2 separate regions of the Mus musculus genome follow, and region 2 is linked to region 1. Evidence: chromatin contacts called from public Hi-C data. All regions are on one chromosome and are shown on one strand. Each heading gives the region's core, a stretch centred on a gene start, on an enhancer-like site or on the middle of the called end of the contact. The rest is flanking DNA. Distances are from core to core; before and after follow the strand shown.

Evidence for each region. Hi-C and Micro-C count contacts between places; a contact is called where the count stands out from the background.
Region 2: a contact with region 1 is called in a Hi-C map of the G1E-ER4 cell line, with 2.8 times the contacts expected there. The contact joins two enhancer-like sites. A contact is called at or near these places in 3 of 15 datasets of contacts at CTCF or cohesin (the G1E-ER4 cell line, large pre-B cells and pro-B cells), 9 of 484 Hi-C or Micro-C datasets (B cells, CD4 T cells, the G1E-ER4 cell line and 3 more) and 1 of 115 datasets of contacts at active chromatin or transcription factors (large pre-B cells).

What each region holds. Positions count from the first base shown.
Region 1 is chr2:78,957,300-78,964,700 of GRCm38.p6, reverse strand. No RefSeq gene overlaps it. Among named protein-coding and RNA genes, the nearest start is that of Gm37004, 12 kb to the left of the region's middle. Within about 2 kb of position 2,715, at least 42 of the 459 cell types and tissues checked have an H3K27ac peak or open chromatin away from gene starts, as enhancers often do. A contact at or near this core is called in the G1E-ER4 cell line, where this site is marked.
Region 2 is chr2:79,198,684-79,206,191 of GRCm38.p6, reverse strand. No RefSeq gene overlaps it. Among named protein-coding and RNA genes, the nearest start is that of Gm35813, 29 kb to the left of the region's middle. Within about 2 kb of position 4,326, at least 5 of the 459 cell types and tissues checked have an H3K27ac peak or open chromatin away from gene starts, as enhancers often do. A contact at or near this core is called in the G1E-ER4 cell line, where this site is marked.

The sequences.
Region 1 (7,401 bases), core at 1,466-3,965:
TCCTATCAATCTGTCAGCACATCCTCTCGGAGCCCTGTGATCCTTCAACCTGCTTCTTTCTGCCACTGTTGTTGTTTTGAAGACACATTCCCAGTTAGATCCCCAAATGTTGTATTCTGAATCAGGTTTCAGATTCTATCCAGTTCCCCTCTTTAACTTGCTCAGATTTACCTTCTTTCTCCTTTTAATAAAATTCGGTGATTTCCATTGGCTGGTGTTATCTGTAGAGCAAAAGTGCTGGTATCCTCCAGTACTTTTCAAGCTTTACTTTGAGCCACTTGAACACTGTGTTTTACAGTTGCTTTTCTGTACAGTTGAATGGATCAGACCTTGTATTAGCTATTAAGCTTCTAGTTGATGCTCAAGTTCTTCAGGCAGACCCAGTATGTCATGGTATCCACTTGCTCTAAGCTCATCCAACTCAGACACCATGCATGGTTTAAGTTTCTATCTCCAATGAACCTAAGACTGCTAAGCATATCACAATACTTAATAAATTCTTATGAAATGCAGAATGGGTAAATATGTTATTGATATACCCTGGCATTTAGAAATTTCTAGCTAGAACAGACTATTTTTAGACTTCCACAATCAACTATTGTTTTTAACTAAGACTGAATTGGGGACAGATATCACATTGTCTTCTCAAAGAATTATATATGCCCTTTGTGTGCACAGAAAAATAGACACTGAATATAAATAGTAAATAAAAAATCAATAAATACAAGAGTTGACTGATTAAATCACTAAAAAAAAAAAAAAAAAGTGGTGCCTTGAGTATAGCCTGTACATGCGGTACCACATTTTGGAATAGGAAACCTCAAGTCCAGTGAAGGAAGACAGAGAGGATAGGAATATTCAAATGAACAACCAGGAAAATGACCTTTTGTAGACACAGACGCAGTCTAATGAGAAAAGTGCTTCAGTTAGTGGAAATGCCAAGCCAGGGGTTGATATGCTTGGGAATAAACCCAGCATTATCACAGGGGTAGGCAGATGGCACACGTTCCCTTAATTCAAAGCTTCACTTTTGTAAATAACAATGGAAATTGAACAACTGGCACATTCCGAGATTTGCAGGCTATATTAAGAGTTCTCAGAAAAACGAACCTTCTCAGCCATTTCTGTCTTTGGAACATTTAAATATACACTACCCTGAAGGACTATTGACTCATGGTTCCCACTCATGTTATATAGATCTGTTCCAACAGGCTGGAGCCAGCAAGAAGAACCTTATGTGGATGGATACATACATACATACATACATACATACATAGAAACATAGATAGATACATAGATAGATATAGAGGTGATACAGAGATAGACATGTGACATAGATTTGTTCCCATGAAGGCTGTAGCCAGCAGGAGAGACCTTATCTAAATATCTCTATATAGACATCTAAATATGAATATCTCTAACAAATATCTACATAGATAAATAGATTGATAGAGACATCTAGGTAGATATAGATATATATGTGCTAAGTGTAGAGTGATGCATATTAAATGAGTGAATAATTTTAGTAGGTCTTGGATGGCATATAACCAGGTTCCAGATACAGCTCTGGAGTTGAGGAGAGGAAAAAAAAGGATGGGCCAGGAAACAGAAGTTGAGATACAGCACATGAAGGGATTCTCAGGCTAGTGACAGAAAGCTACACAACAGCTATAGAGTTAATTTTTCAATGTTTCCCTTGCTTTGTTCCTTTATAAGGTAAACTAGCTTTGCATTCTGCCATTGGCAGCCTCTTTAAAATACTATCGTGAAAGTAGGTGAAAACTGGGTTGTTCCTGAAGCTTTCGCAACCATTTCACCAAGTACCGAGTCTGTAACCAGATTACTAATAAGTAAGCTAGATGCAAATACTTTACAACAGATGCAGTAAGCTTTTAACTACATTATATTTGTCAGGAAAGTTACAAAGGCATACACATTCTATTTACAGAGAGTCATATACATATGAACAGCACAGGTAACTATATGGTTTGAAATAGACTGTCGATGTGATGATGTCTCGGGCTCATGTTTAATCTATTAACTACCTACCTATTATATAATTACTGAGAGAATTATGCTTTGATTCTGCTCAAAGCAGGGACTCCTGCAGGAGCCTAAGAGCTTCTTATGTGTAGAGTATTTAAAACAGAATGAAATTAGCAATCTGTAACTTAAAATTATACATAACATTTAGCTTCATTTAAAATTAAAGCAGTAGAAGGAACAGATTTTCATGGCATTTCCATTATGCAGAGAGGTAAACAACAAATAAATATGGCACATATGAATATGAAAATCACAGCACGGTAATTGCTGTACTCCATCAGCGTGTGCAATATTAAATCCTCAAATAAACACTTACTTAACCTCATCCTCACACATGCCTATTGCTTTTATCAGAAGGAGAACCACCTGAAACATTCAAACTAACACCCCATCCCCCAATGAGGTACAAAGTCAACGGGAATCACTGCTGTTCCTGAGAGATTTCAGTTGTGCTCCTCCACTGGCTCCAGTAGTGCCAGTATTTCTAAGAGACAGGGACAGGAGAAGAAATGTGGAAGTCAGTTTGAAAAATTCAGCCCTCCTGAGACTGTCTTTTATGTCACATCCTAACTCCACTGCTGATTCTTAAAGCCTTGTGAGGATCATTAACATTGCAGCCATGCCAGGAACCTCTGCCTTCTGGCTGAGACCACACTCCAGCTCTCTCTTTCTCTAGCAGAGAGCAGAAACTCTTTTTGTATACCCTTAATAATAGCTAACGTCTGTCTCATGCTCTGGGCCCGAGCTTGCCCTAAATTTAACCCTCAGCAATGGTTCTCTGTTTTACTCACAGCCACGACCTGACTCATTTATGAAGAGACCTCTGCTACCCTGGAGTTTTTCAACAGGCAAGGGTTAAAAGGTCAACCACGGTGTCGTTTCTGTCTTTATGAATAACAACTGTCAGAATTCAGTTATGCAGAGTAACACGCTGAAGATATCTTATCATTTTACACAGTATGACCAATGGTTCAGATGTGTGGTTTGTGTGCACATGAGACTATGTCTCCTAGCAGGGGACATCAGCGACTTTATCAGAAGCTAGGAACCAGAACATGCATTGATTCAATTCAACTTTAAAACAGAAACCAAAGACGTATGAAATCCAAAGGAAGGAAAACTGCTTTGTTCCAAATAAATACCTTTCAAGTTTACCAATATTCATTGTCCCAGTGATGAAATTAATACATCTTTGCTGCTCTAAACTTAAATTTGACTGGATGGGTAAATTCAAGCCTGAGGCTTTCATGCCATTATCAGAGGCTCTGTCAGTGAGTGCTTTAACCTAATTACATTTGATGCAGCAAATCAAGAAAACCACTGCTGGTTATGACCTCTGCCAAGAGCACTCATGAGCTAGACAAATGGAGCTTAAGATGTTATTAGTTGTTCGTTGCAAAGTTCCAGATCCTGCCCGACAGGAGGCTGCCGCCTGATGTGGGCACGGACCCTCCAGATGGCATTCTGCATTGGCTTGTGGCAAGGCTCTCGGGGACGCTGGCACATTTTCTGCGTCAAAATGAAAGTTTTCCAATTACAAGGAGATAATGTGAGGAGATGCAAACTTAATCTCTTGAACAAAAGGTTGCAAGCTGTGTAATAGCCATTTCAGGGGAGAGATTTCACTACAGTTCAATTGATTTAAACGTCGTAGATCACAAAATGGGCTATCTTTCCTAATAAAACTGAGGACGCAGCTGCAGTAGATTCTACCTCATGGAGCAGGGTGCCAATGGGCTCATCATCTTAGGGACTGCTTCTCTTAACTCCGTGTTTTGTTGAATGCAAGTCGGTGATTATTTTTGCCTTCCCTTATGTGTGAATGAATAACAAGAAACCATCTCCTTTTAGTTAGACAGCAAATGTCTTAAATGAAGCCTTCCAGGTGTAACAGTTTAACAATGTTACTACATAGCAGATCATAGAGTTTCACCAGGGCATATTAAGTGGTAAGAAAGCCTTATTACTATCCAAACCTTTCAGATAGTTTAGCTAAAATGTTAATCTTTCTTTTTTTCTTTTTTACTAAGTCAGGCAACCCTGATGCAAATGGGGTGATATGCCTCAACACTGGTCCCCAAAGAAATGACTCATAGAAGCTTTTAAGCGGGAACTTGCTTGCAAGAGCGCCTCTCAGGAAAACACATGCACTTGACAATTGACAGGAACATGCTGTCGCAGAGCAAGAAAGAATCATATAGCCATCCCCACAAACCACATAGAGACACCGCCAAACAGGAGAAGGAATCCACACCCTGTCTGCACAGAACATTTGCAGAGTGGGGTGTGGAGCGTGGGGGAGAGGGGCTGAGCACACAGCCTTGCATTTAGCTGGTTTTCAAGAGTTTAAAATGCTAAGCTTAGCATGTAGCTCTATAAGCAAATGCCCTTCAATGTCACAGGATTCTTTTCTTCTGTGATTTAAGAAGAATTTACTGATACAAACATTCACAGCCCAGATTTCCATGCATTCCCCACAGAGAAAACATATACTTCCCAAAATCAAAAATTATGCAGTGCACGCATAGAAAAGTACTTTTGTCACAAATTCCAAGATATTAAAAATACATTTTATACATTGAGATGATGATGGATGATACAGGTTTGTATGAATCTCTGAACTGCAGTGGATCGGGCTAACCAGAGTAAGTAGCTGCCTTTTGTCATTGTAGGAGATCGCTAGGGAACTACTATTTCTTCATAAAATTCAGTCAACTAAATAAAGCAAGATTATAAATTCTAAGTGGTCTCAACTGCAACATCGTAGGTTCTGTAAATCAGTCAAGAATATAAGCAAGCACTTAAAATCACTCAGGAAACCTAACAGATGCCTACTGAAGAGTTAATCCGTGCAAGCAATGAGCATTCTAAAAACAGTCTCACCATCAACATAAAGTGGTCCACGGCAGCTGCTATAAAAGCCCAACATCAGTGTTATGTTGGCTCAACTACTAAGCAGCGACCACAGTGATGTCCCTTAGGAGGCATTTGAGGGCCCAAGTGTACAGCAATTTAAAAACTAAGCAGGAAATCAAAACTAATACCTAGTCTGTTTACAAAATATTTCTCCCTGTGTGCTTGTACCACCATCTAGTGGTTACATAGCTCTCAACCTGATCATTAATAGGAAAGTAATCTGGAAGAAGAGGAAAGGAAAGAAGAAAGAGGGATAGAAAAAAGAAAACAGGAGAAAAATGAAAAAGAAAACAGGGAGAGAAAAGAAGAATATAAAAAACAAAACTACATATACATATAATTTCCAGATCATAAAAAAGGAAATGCAGAAAACCCATGGCTAATACCAGTTAAAATGAAGATGTTATTTTGAATCATTTGCATGGTGTATTTCTATAGATATGATAATTTTACAATCGACATAACAAATGTCTGGATTTTAAAATACAGCTGAATTTGTAAGGACTTATCTCACAACTTAGAACCTGCAGGAATGTTTGCCTGTGTGTCTACAGATATGAACACAAGATCATATGGTTGTTTGAATACCGTCATTGTTGGTAAGTAGAGCTCTTTACATAAAGCATGGTATATTCATAGAGTAAGGCACCAAGCTGGCCTTTATGGTTAATACAGAACCATCTCTGTTAGTTATTGGAGGAAAAGCAGTTACATGGAATGATGTGTTTTCCAGTTTATCACTTCTATAGATCATATATAATGTACATGTGTACCATGACAGGAAAGACCCAGGGGTCTAAATGAGTTGGAAGGCAAAGATGAAAAGAGATACACTATAGCTTAAATTATATGAATGCATTAGGTATTCAAGACTAAATGTATTTTAAATCTAGAATATCTGCATGATTAAAAGAAATCGCCACCTGTGGCAGTTTTAAGACAATAAAATCTCACTGGCAGTTTTCCATAGGAAGAAGCATATGGAATATTTTTATATAAGTGTACATTTATTATAAAATGACAAAGATTGAAGCTTCACTTTTTCCAGAGAAACAGAAATTCAGGGGTCTGGAAACATGGCTGAACAGTTAAGAGCACTTGCTGTTCTTGCAGAGGATCTGATTCAGTTCCCAGCACATACATAGCAAGCAGCTCACAGACATGAGTAAGTACAGTTCCAGGAGATCTAACACCCAACTCTGGCCTCTACAGGTACCAGGCATGCACGTGGTGCACAGACACACATGTAGGCAAAACTCTCATACACATAAAATAAAACAAATAACTTTTTAAAAGAAGACATTCAGTAATCCAAAGGAGCAAGGTTATCTGTAAATGCCATAGAACCAGGTGATGAAAAATTGAAACTATGTTACCCCCAGTCTTGATGTGGAGAGCCTGGCCGAGGCACATTTGTGTGAGGAGATTCAAGGTGTTAGGACTTCAGTTCCTGGCTACAATGATTAGGACCGGGAAGGGAGGGCACTGGGACAGCAACAGCTAGCAAGCCAGTGACTAAAGGTAGGATTGGGCTCCATGAATTAAAAACAATAAAAAGAGACCATGGCATGAGGAGGAAGACCTTTTTGGGGGTAGAAAGATACGGGGAAGATTAAAGGAGGACATGGGGTGGAAATGCTCAAACTATACTGTGAAAAGGGACTAGAAAGATGGCCCAGGTGTTAAGAGCATTGGCTGCTTTTGCAGAACCTGATTTCAGTTCCTAGAACCCACATGGCAGCTAATACCATGGATCAAGCAAGTTACAAGGGATTCAACACTATTTATTTTAACCTCAAACATAAAAAGGGTTCTTGTGGTGCACATACATACAGGCAAAACACTAACCTCAGACACATAAAATAAATATATACAAAATAATAATGATAATAAGCAGAAAGGGTGGGATCGGTTATGAGACAGAAGCAGCAGAGATTTGTAGAAGGAGGTGTTCAACGGTTGGTTCAAGGATGCGATCAACATGGGTGTGGTTTGCCTTTCACAAAGGACTTTAGGTCAGATCTTCTAAAGGCCTGTGTGTGCTTCCATAGCCACAGCGAACTAAAGACACTGGCAAGAGGAGAGCCATGGAAGACCTCCGTGTGTTTTTCATTCATGAAGTAGAAATGCTTAATTGTATATACTATCCTTTCTTTATGGTCCAGGCACTCCTGTCATCATCATGGAGGCTTTATGCCATGAACATTGTGAAAAGTCCTAGAGAAGACTGTGAGAACTGTGAGAACTGTGAGAACTGTGAGAACTGTGAGAACTGTGAGAACTGTGAGAACTGTGAGAACTGGGAGAACTGGGAGAACTGGGAGAACTGTGAGAACTGTGAGAACTGTGAGAACTGTGAGAACTGTGAGAACTGTGTGAGAACTGTGAGAACTGTGAGAACTGTGAGAACTGGGAGAACTGGGAGAACTGGGAGAACTG
Region 2 (7,508 bases), core at 3,077-5,576, 240 kb before region 1:
ACTTTTTTTTAAAATTCAGATTAAGTGAACCATTAAATAATAGTGGAAGTCTTATTTAGAAAAGGCAGCTATGTCCTATTGGTGTACAAATATGGTGTAGCCTCCAGCATGACTCTAGGAGTCCCTACTGCTGGTATCTGTGCCTGTGTAGGGTGCTGTTTACTAAATTTGGCTGACTGTGTAGCCCATTAATATTGAACAATTAAAAACGTGAGACTCCTAAGACCATGCAAGAATTCTTCTGGCTTCCTTCTTACTATATTGACTATTTTTCTAGGGGATCGAATAGCTGAACCATGAAAATTTGTCCAGCAGATAGGGCAGTGACCTGAGGAGCTAAGCCTTTTGTCAACTAGCAGCAAAAACCAAAACAAATCCCTGTTGCATCCATCCAGGTGGGGAAGCTGGTATCTTAACTGAAACCATACAAGGTACCCTGAGTCACAGTCACTTATTATGTTATGGGAAGTGCTTGGAAAATTCTATACCATCACAGACATGTTATAGAATATTGTATTTGTATTCACGTTTCAAGAAGGGTTGAAGACTTCTGATAAAGCAAAGACCAGATCCAGAGGAAATCTAGGACATGCTACAAACAGGTCAGTCTTAGATATGTGTTCTGAAGTTAAAGATTATAAATCCAAGAGGCTCATTCTTCCTCTTTCGCTTGTATTTAATCTAAGACTTGAAATTAATCTGAATTGCCAAACAGACAAACAATACAGTGTGATATATCAACACAATAGAATAATATCCAGCCATTGAATTCTTAGATTAGAAAATTTACATCCTAATTGTGTATGTATATTCACATACATGTGTGTGAGTGAGTGTGTGTGTGTGTGTGTGTGAGTGTGTGTGTGTGTGTGTGTGTGTGTGTGTGTGTGTATCTACGTGTTGAAGTCAGGGCACAATTTGAGGGAGTTGGTTCTCTCCTTCTACCACGCTGGAAGGTTCACAAAGCCACATGCAAGTCATTGGACTTGATGGGCAGATCCTTTCTCCACTGAGTGAGTCCCCTTATCAGCCCTGTAAGTCTTAGATCTGAAGAATGGGCTGCAATTACATGGAAGTGCAGCTGTCTCTTCAAGGCACTAGTTTCATGTCATATATACACCCAGGAGTAGAAACACTCAACAGTGTTTGAGTTTCTACATTTAAGTCTTGAGGACCTTCAATATGGTTTTGCAAACTGCCTACAGTGGTTTATATTCTTCACAACACCTAGTGTGCCTTTTTCTACATTCCCACTTTTACTAGCTCTTCTTACCAAGGTGGGTTCTGATGGAAATAAGGTGAAAGCTAATTGTAGTTTAGATTTTTATTGCCAACATTGGGCACTTTTGCATATAATCTATTGGGATTTTGTGTGTATTCTTTTTTATTCATTATGTATTTGTTTATTTATTTGTTACTTATTCATTTTACAGCCCATTCACTGCCTTCCTCCGGTCACCCCCCCCACAATCCTTCCCCCATTTCCCCTTCCCCTTCTCCTCTGAGTGGGCTGGACCACACCTGGGTATTCCCCTACCCTGGCACATCAGTCTCTGAGAGGCCAAGCACTTCCTCTCCCACTGAGACGGGACAAGGTATCCCAGCTCTAAAAACATATCTTTCCTATAGGCAACAGCCTTTGGGTTAGCCCCTGCTCCTCCAGTTGCTCAGCACCCACATGAAGACCAAGCTGCACATCTGCTACATATGTGCAGGGAGGCCTAGATCCAGCTCATGTACGTTCTTCAGTTGGTGGTTCAGACCCTAAGAGCCCCAAGAGTCCAGGCTAGTTGACTCTGTTGTTCTTCCATGGAGTTCCTATCCCCTTCAGGGGACGCACTCATTCCTGCTATTCTTTCTGTTTCCTTTTTATGAAATGTCTGTTAAATCCTTTGCCCACTTTGAATCATGCTTGCATTTTTGCCATTGTATGATTTAATTGCCTCAAATATTCTCATAACCTCTTTCCAGATGTGTATTTTTCAAATATTTCCCTCAAAGCTGTATCGCCCTGTTCATTGTTTGCTTAGTGCGCAGAAGCTTTTCAGTCTCCTACAAATCCAATGTCTGGTTTTTCTTTTTTCTTTTTTTCTAAAAGCCTGTCTTCTTGCTAGTTACCTTTCTCCCATGAGCAGAAGCACATTGCTTTAAGTCGCTCCATGGTGACACTACTCTGCTTTGTTCCCTCACTCAGATTTCTTGGGACATTTTGTTGGTATCTCCTGCCTTTTAGGGAGGAAGGAACATCTAATAAGAGCAAGGTCAGTGGGTGAGCAAAGTTCAGACCATTGTGTGCATTTACTGCCATAGGCTCACTCACCTTCTTTGCTTACATTCCACTCCTTCTCCATCATCAATGAAAGTTTCTTATTAGGTTTTATATGTGAAGGCCAAGAACGTAGCCTCTGCTCAGCCAGAACTCCCATAATTACCCCTGTGCCAGCTGCCCCCAGATCAATGCTAAAATTACATGTCCCAGGATCTAACTACAGACTGCACCACAGTGCTTTTTAATTTTCCCTAGAATTCCTTTCAAATAACTAAGGGGATAATCATCACATCACTGCCCTGTTAATTTCCTTCCTTAGTAAGGGACTTCGACAGCACTTCCTTCTCAACAGAACAGGGTCTTTTTTTACTCAGTCAATTCCCAGGTTGCTTGAATTCCTGGGGAATAGCAAAGCTACTTATATCTCTTCACTCCCATTACAAGAGGCTCCTTGAGTCGTTCCCACCAACAGTTAATGGGATGATACTAACCATGGACATATTTGCCATGCCATAAATTTAGTAGCTACCTAATTTTGTGGACACCTAAAATTGCAGCTATTCCTTGTTGATTCTTAGTTGTGAAACATACTGACTTATGACTAGAACATACACAACATGGCTGACAGCCATTCTTGGTAGAGACAGAAGTAAAATATACCAGAAACTGACTCCAAGTTCTATAGTCCTAAACACCATCAGGGAATCTCCACTGTTCAGCAGGCAGTCACTCTACTGTTAAGGAAGGAATTTGGACTAAGCCATGCAGGTCACTTTAGCTTTCTAGGCCCATATAATAACCATGAGCCATTGGAATGCCTTAAAGTTCTGTGGGTCCTTGTTATTCTGAGCACACCAATGGCTCCATATTCTTTCTTTCTCTCTGTTTTGTTCATTGTCTTTGGTCATGTCTGTTTATTTACTTTTTTTTTTTTTTTACAGTCCCCATCTTTCCCTTCTTCACCTTGAAATATATGTTTGGGAAAAGGGATGTGATAAAAATGAGCTACTTCATGATGAACACTCTGCCTCACAAATTAGAAAGTAGACCCTAAAACAGCCTTTAAAGAAAGCAGATTCCCACATATCTTTATTCTTCTGGAATGTTCTGTCAATTCTTTGGGTTTGTGATTGCTGTTGCTGCTATTTTATTTCCTTAGGTCTGACCCATAACGTGTGCTCCTGCAAAACATGCATCTCTGTGCCTTGTTGCCGTCCACAGCACCAGCATCTACATTGGGCTAAAATAGTAATTGTGGTTCCTTATACCATCCTGTATGCCTAATGTGCTAAATTTATTGTGTAAAAGTCTCAAGGAGACCTGCTTTTGAGGAAATCATGCCTCAAAGGCATTGGAACCGTTTAGAAACAGAAATGGTTTTGAAAATACTTGATGTACTCATACTAAGTTGTCTCCAAAGCAATATGAGGCAGCAAATCAGGAGCAAAGAAACCATTCCTAGACAGGAGTGTCTATCAAACCTCTAAATAGTTCCCAGCTGGGTGGCATGCCAGATGACTGGTTAAACAAAGTTATCAAGAATTGAACTGGAGAATACTTCTGGGTATAATTGTACTTTTCATTTGTGTCAGAGATAAGGTCAAAATCTTAGGGGCTCTTATCCTAATGACCATGCCCTCTTCCCTTGTACATATGCTTTATTCATTTAGAGACTATAAATACACACTTATGTATATAACATTGAATTTTAATTGGATCTCTTTCTGAAAGAAATGTTAAAAAGAATTGGAGGAAATTTATATGTAGCTTTTAAAAATTAAAGTTCATGACTTCAGGGCTGGCTCTACTTTGTAATTTGGTTTAAAGGGAAGAACTGACTCTTTAATCGCAATGATTGAATTAAACGTCTATATTTAACTGGTATTTTGAAACGATTGCTCTTTCATTAACCAAAATGTTTTACAAGGCCTTTTGAGAAATAAAAATTCAAAAGACTGAAAGGATTTCCCAAAGTTCATTATTACACCCTCTCACATAAACACAAGCATTCGAAGCATAGGGCTGTAGAGGTGACTCAGCAGAATTCAGGTCCAGCACTCATGTAGCAATCTAGGTTTCCTGCCCATGCCTGAAACCCCTATACTGGAGGTATGAAAACGGGCTCACTAGAGCTGGCTGGCTTCCAGTGTAGCCAAGAAACTGTCAATCTCAGGCTCCGAGAGAGGTGACTTTATCAAAGGATGGGTAGAGACTTTATAAAGGAGGACATCCCATGCCTTCTGTGGGCCTCATAACCCTTCAGCAGATGTTCACATCCCACATAGATATGCACATACATACACATATAAATAAATAAATCTTTAAAATTTAAATTATGACTCACTGGGGAAAAACATGTTTAATTGAAGTTTTTGTCTTTCTACACAAAATTATCCCGAACTCGTTTATAAATATGATGTGCAAAGGAAGTGCTTTAGTCATCAGTATTTGATGATGTGAGAATATAAAACATATGTTGTGATGCTGTTAGCAGCACACTGACACTAGTCAATCAATGGCTTCACTTTTATAACTAAAGTTTTAACTTGAAAACTGTTAAAAGCAAAAGTTTAGAACTAATCTTTGAAAAGTTACTTAACTATTTAATTGATCTAAGTGGATCAAGAAACTCTTGCTAACTGTGAAAGGAATTTGAAGTTGAGATAGATGACTAGAGAAATTTAGTAGTTTAATTCCCATCTAATACTTTAAATGGAAGTAACAACTCTCTGTAGGTTTCAGTACATAAATTTCACTTACCATAAAACTCATTATTTTTTAGTTTTAATTTTAAAGATTATTCATACTTAATAAAACGAGTAATTTAACAAACAAAGGAAGGAAAGAAAATCCTCGAGTGAAACCATGAAGAAAAAATGTAATCATTTGGGACTGGGGAGGTGGATCTGTCTGCAAAGTCCTTTTCAAGAAGCCATGAGATCCTGAGATGAATCCCCAGATCTTGTGTAAAAAAAATCAAGTATGGTGGCACACAACTACTATTAACATGGAAGGTCCCCAACCCTTGACAAAGAACAACAGGCAACTAAGACATGTGGAGATTGAGAGGAACTAACTCCCTGGGAAGAACTGCCAATTGTTATCAATACCAAATGGCCAGCCCTCAAATCATAAATCATATGCATACCTGTACTAATATATGGACTGAGTGGATTCTACTTATATATATTTAAGGTTCTACTTGTGTGTGTGTGTGTGTGTGTGTGTGTGTGTGTGTGTGTGTGTGTGATTTAAAAAAATGTAGATATACTGGCACATACCTATAATCCCAGCATTCCTACCCGGAGATGAAAAATACAGAGAGAGGAATTAGCATTAATCTTTCCAATGTCCTTTTCCTTCCTTCCTTCCTTCCTTCCTTCCTTCCTTTCTTTCTTTCTTTCTTTCTTTCTTTCTTTCTTTCTTTCTCTCTTTCTTTTTTTTTTTTTTGGCTTTTTTGTTTGTTTGTTTTTTTGTTTTGTTTCGTTTTGTTTTGTTTTGTTTTGTTTTGTTTTGTTTTGTTTTTTTGTTTTTTGAGACAGGGTTTCTCTGTATAGCCCTGGCTATCCTGGAACTCACTCTGTAGACCAGGCTGGCCTCAAACTTAGAAATCTGCCTGCCTCTGCCTCCCAAGTGCTGGGATTAAAGGCGTGCGCCACCACACCCAGCATCCTTTTCCTTTCTAAACTGTAAATTTTATATGTCCTTCTGCCCAATTTGTCTTTTCTTTATTGTAGATCTATGTAACAGTGATTACTAGAAATTGTACAAGACAGTCTATATTAGGCTTCCTTGAAATATTTTTTGACAAAGCAATTAGTTCATTACCTTTTTTATACATTCTCAGGAATATTCTTAGGATAAGTGCTAAAAGTAAACACAGTCTTTGCCAAAATATCACAAGAAAGGTTTCTGGCTCAATTGCTAATATCAGTCCTCCTTGAAACCTTGTGAGCTAGGCTTCCATAGAACACATAACTCTAAGCACTATGGTCTTCAAACTCCAACTGGGATGGATCGGGCAGCTCAGGTTGCACTGTTCATCTGTAGTCTTCCACTCTCTCCTAAAACAGCAGCAGGTCCAGTAAAGCAACATCCTCATACCCTGATACCAACTTCTGTACTGGCTACTTTCTATTTCTGTGATAAAACACCATAACTAAAGCACAACATATTTATAAGGAAGGTCTGACCTGAGGCATATGGTTCCAGTGGTATAAGAAGAGTCCATCACCATTGTGACAGGAAAGTGTGGCAGTAGACAGGCATGGTGACTGGAGCTAGAAACTGAGATTGGCTCATATCTTGAAAATCTAACAGAAAGTCAAGTGTACTGGGAATGGTGCATGGGTTTTGAGCCTCAATACCCACCTCATACTTCCTCCAGCAAGACTAAACCTCCTAAACCTACCCAAACTAAGTCACCCTCTGGGGGCCAAGCATTCAGTTACCCAAGAATATGAGGACTGTTTCATTTAAACCACCACACAGTGCTTGGAGGACAGATATTTTATTATGTTACTTAGTCACTGAGATATTTTATAAATATTCTAGCAACATTATTTCAAAAAATGTTTTACCCTTACCATAGACTGTGTTGAAGTATCACGTTAATTAAGAGAATGGCTGAGAAATCTATAGTGGTAGTCTGTATCCCATAAAGAGAAGGAAACAGAAGTTCAGAGAATACAGTTACCCAAAGATCTATAGCTAAAAAGCAAGAAAGTCAGATTTGAGATCAGATTTCCTAAATCCCACTCAATGACTTTCTCTCCTCAGCTTCATGACATAACTGCTCCCAGCCAAGGAAATAAGTGACCATTTAGCCCTCAGCCAAGGTATTTACATATGTGGGATTCTCAAAACACAATTGTTTCTAGATTCCTTTTAATTAATGAGACAGTTGTAAATGTAGACCAAGGATGTGCCTTGTGCTGTATAGATTGCATCCAAAGCTGCTTAAGTAATTGAGTGGTTATGGCAATCTTCCTAAATCATTGCGAATTATTAGGCAGCATGTGGTACAGTTGGAATCAAGAGGGCTCAGGTGTAATAAATGATTGTCCTTTGAGAGAGTCATTTCTTCATAATAGGCCTGTGATTCATTAGGGAAATGCAAGAAGCTCCAACTGTGGTAATTAACTGTATTGAAATATGTTATAGACACAGACCCATTTGATTCCTGTATGAATTACTACTGGAAATAAAGTTTACTGGGAAACTACCAAAAAAGTACAAA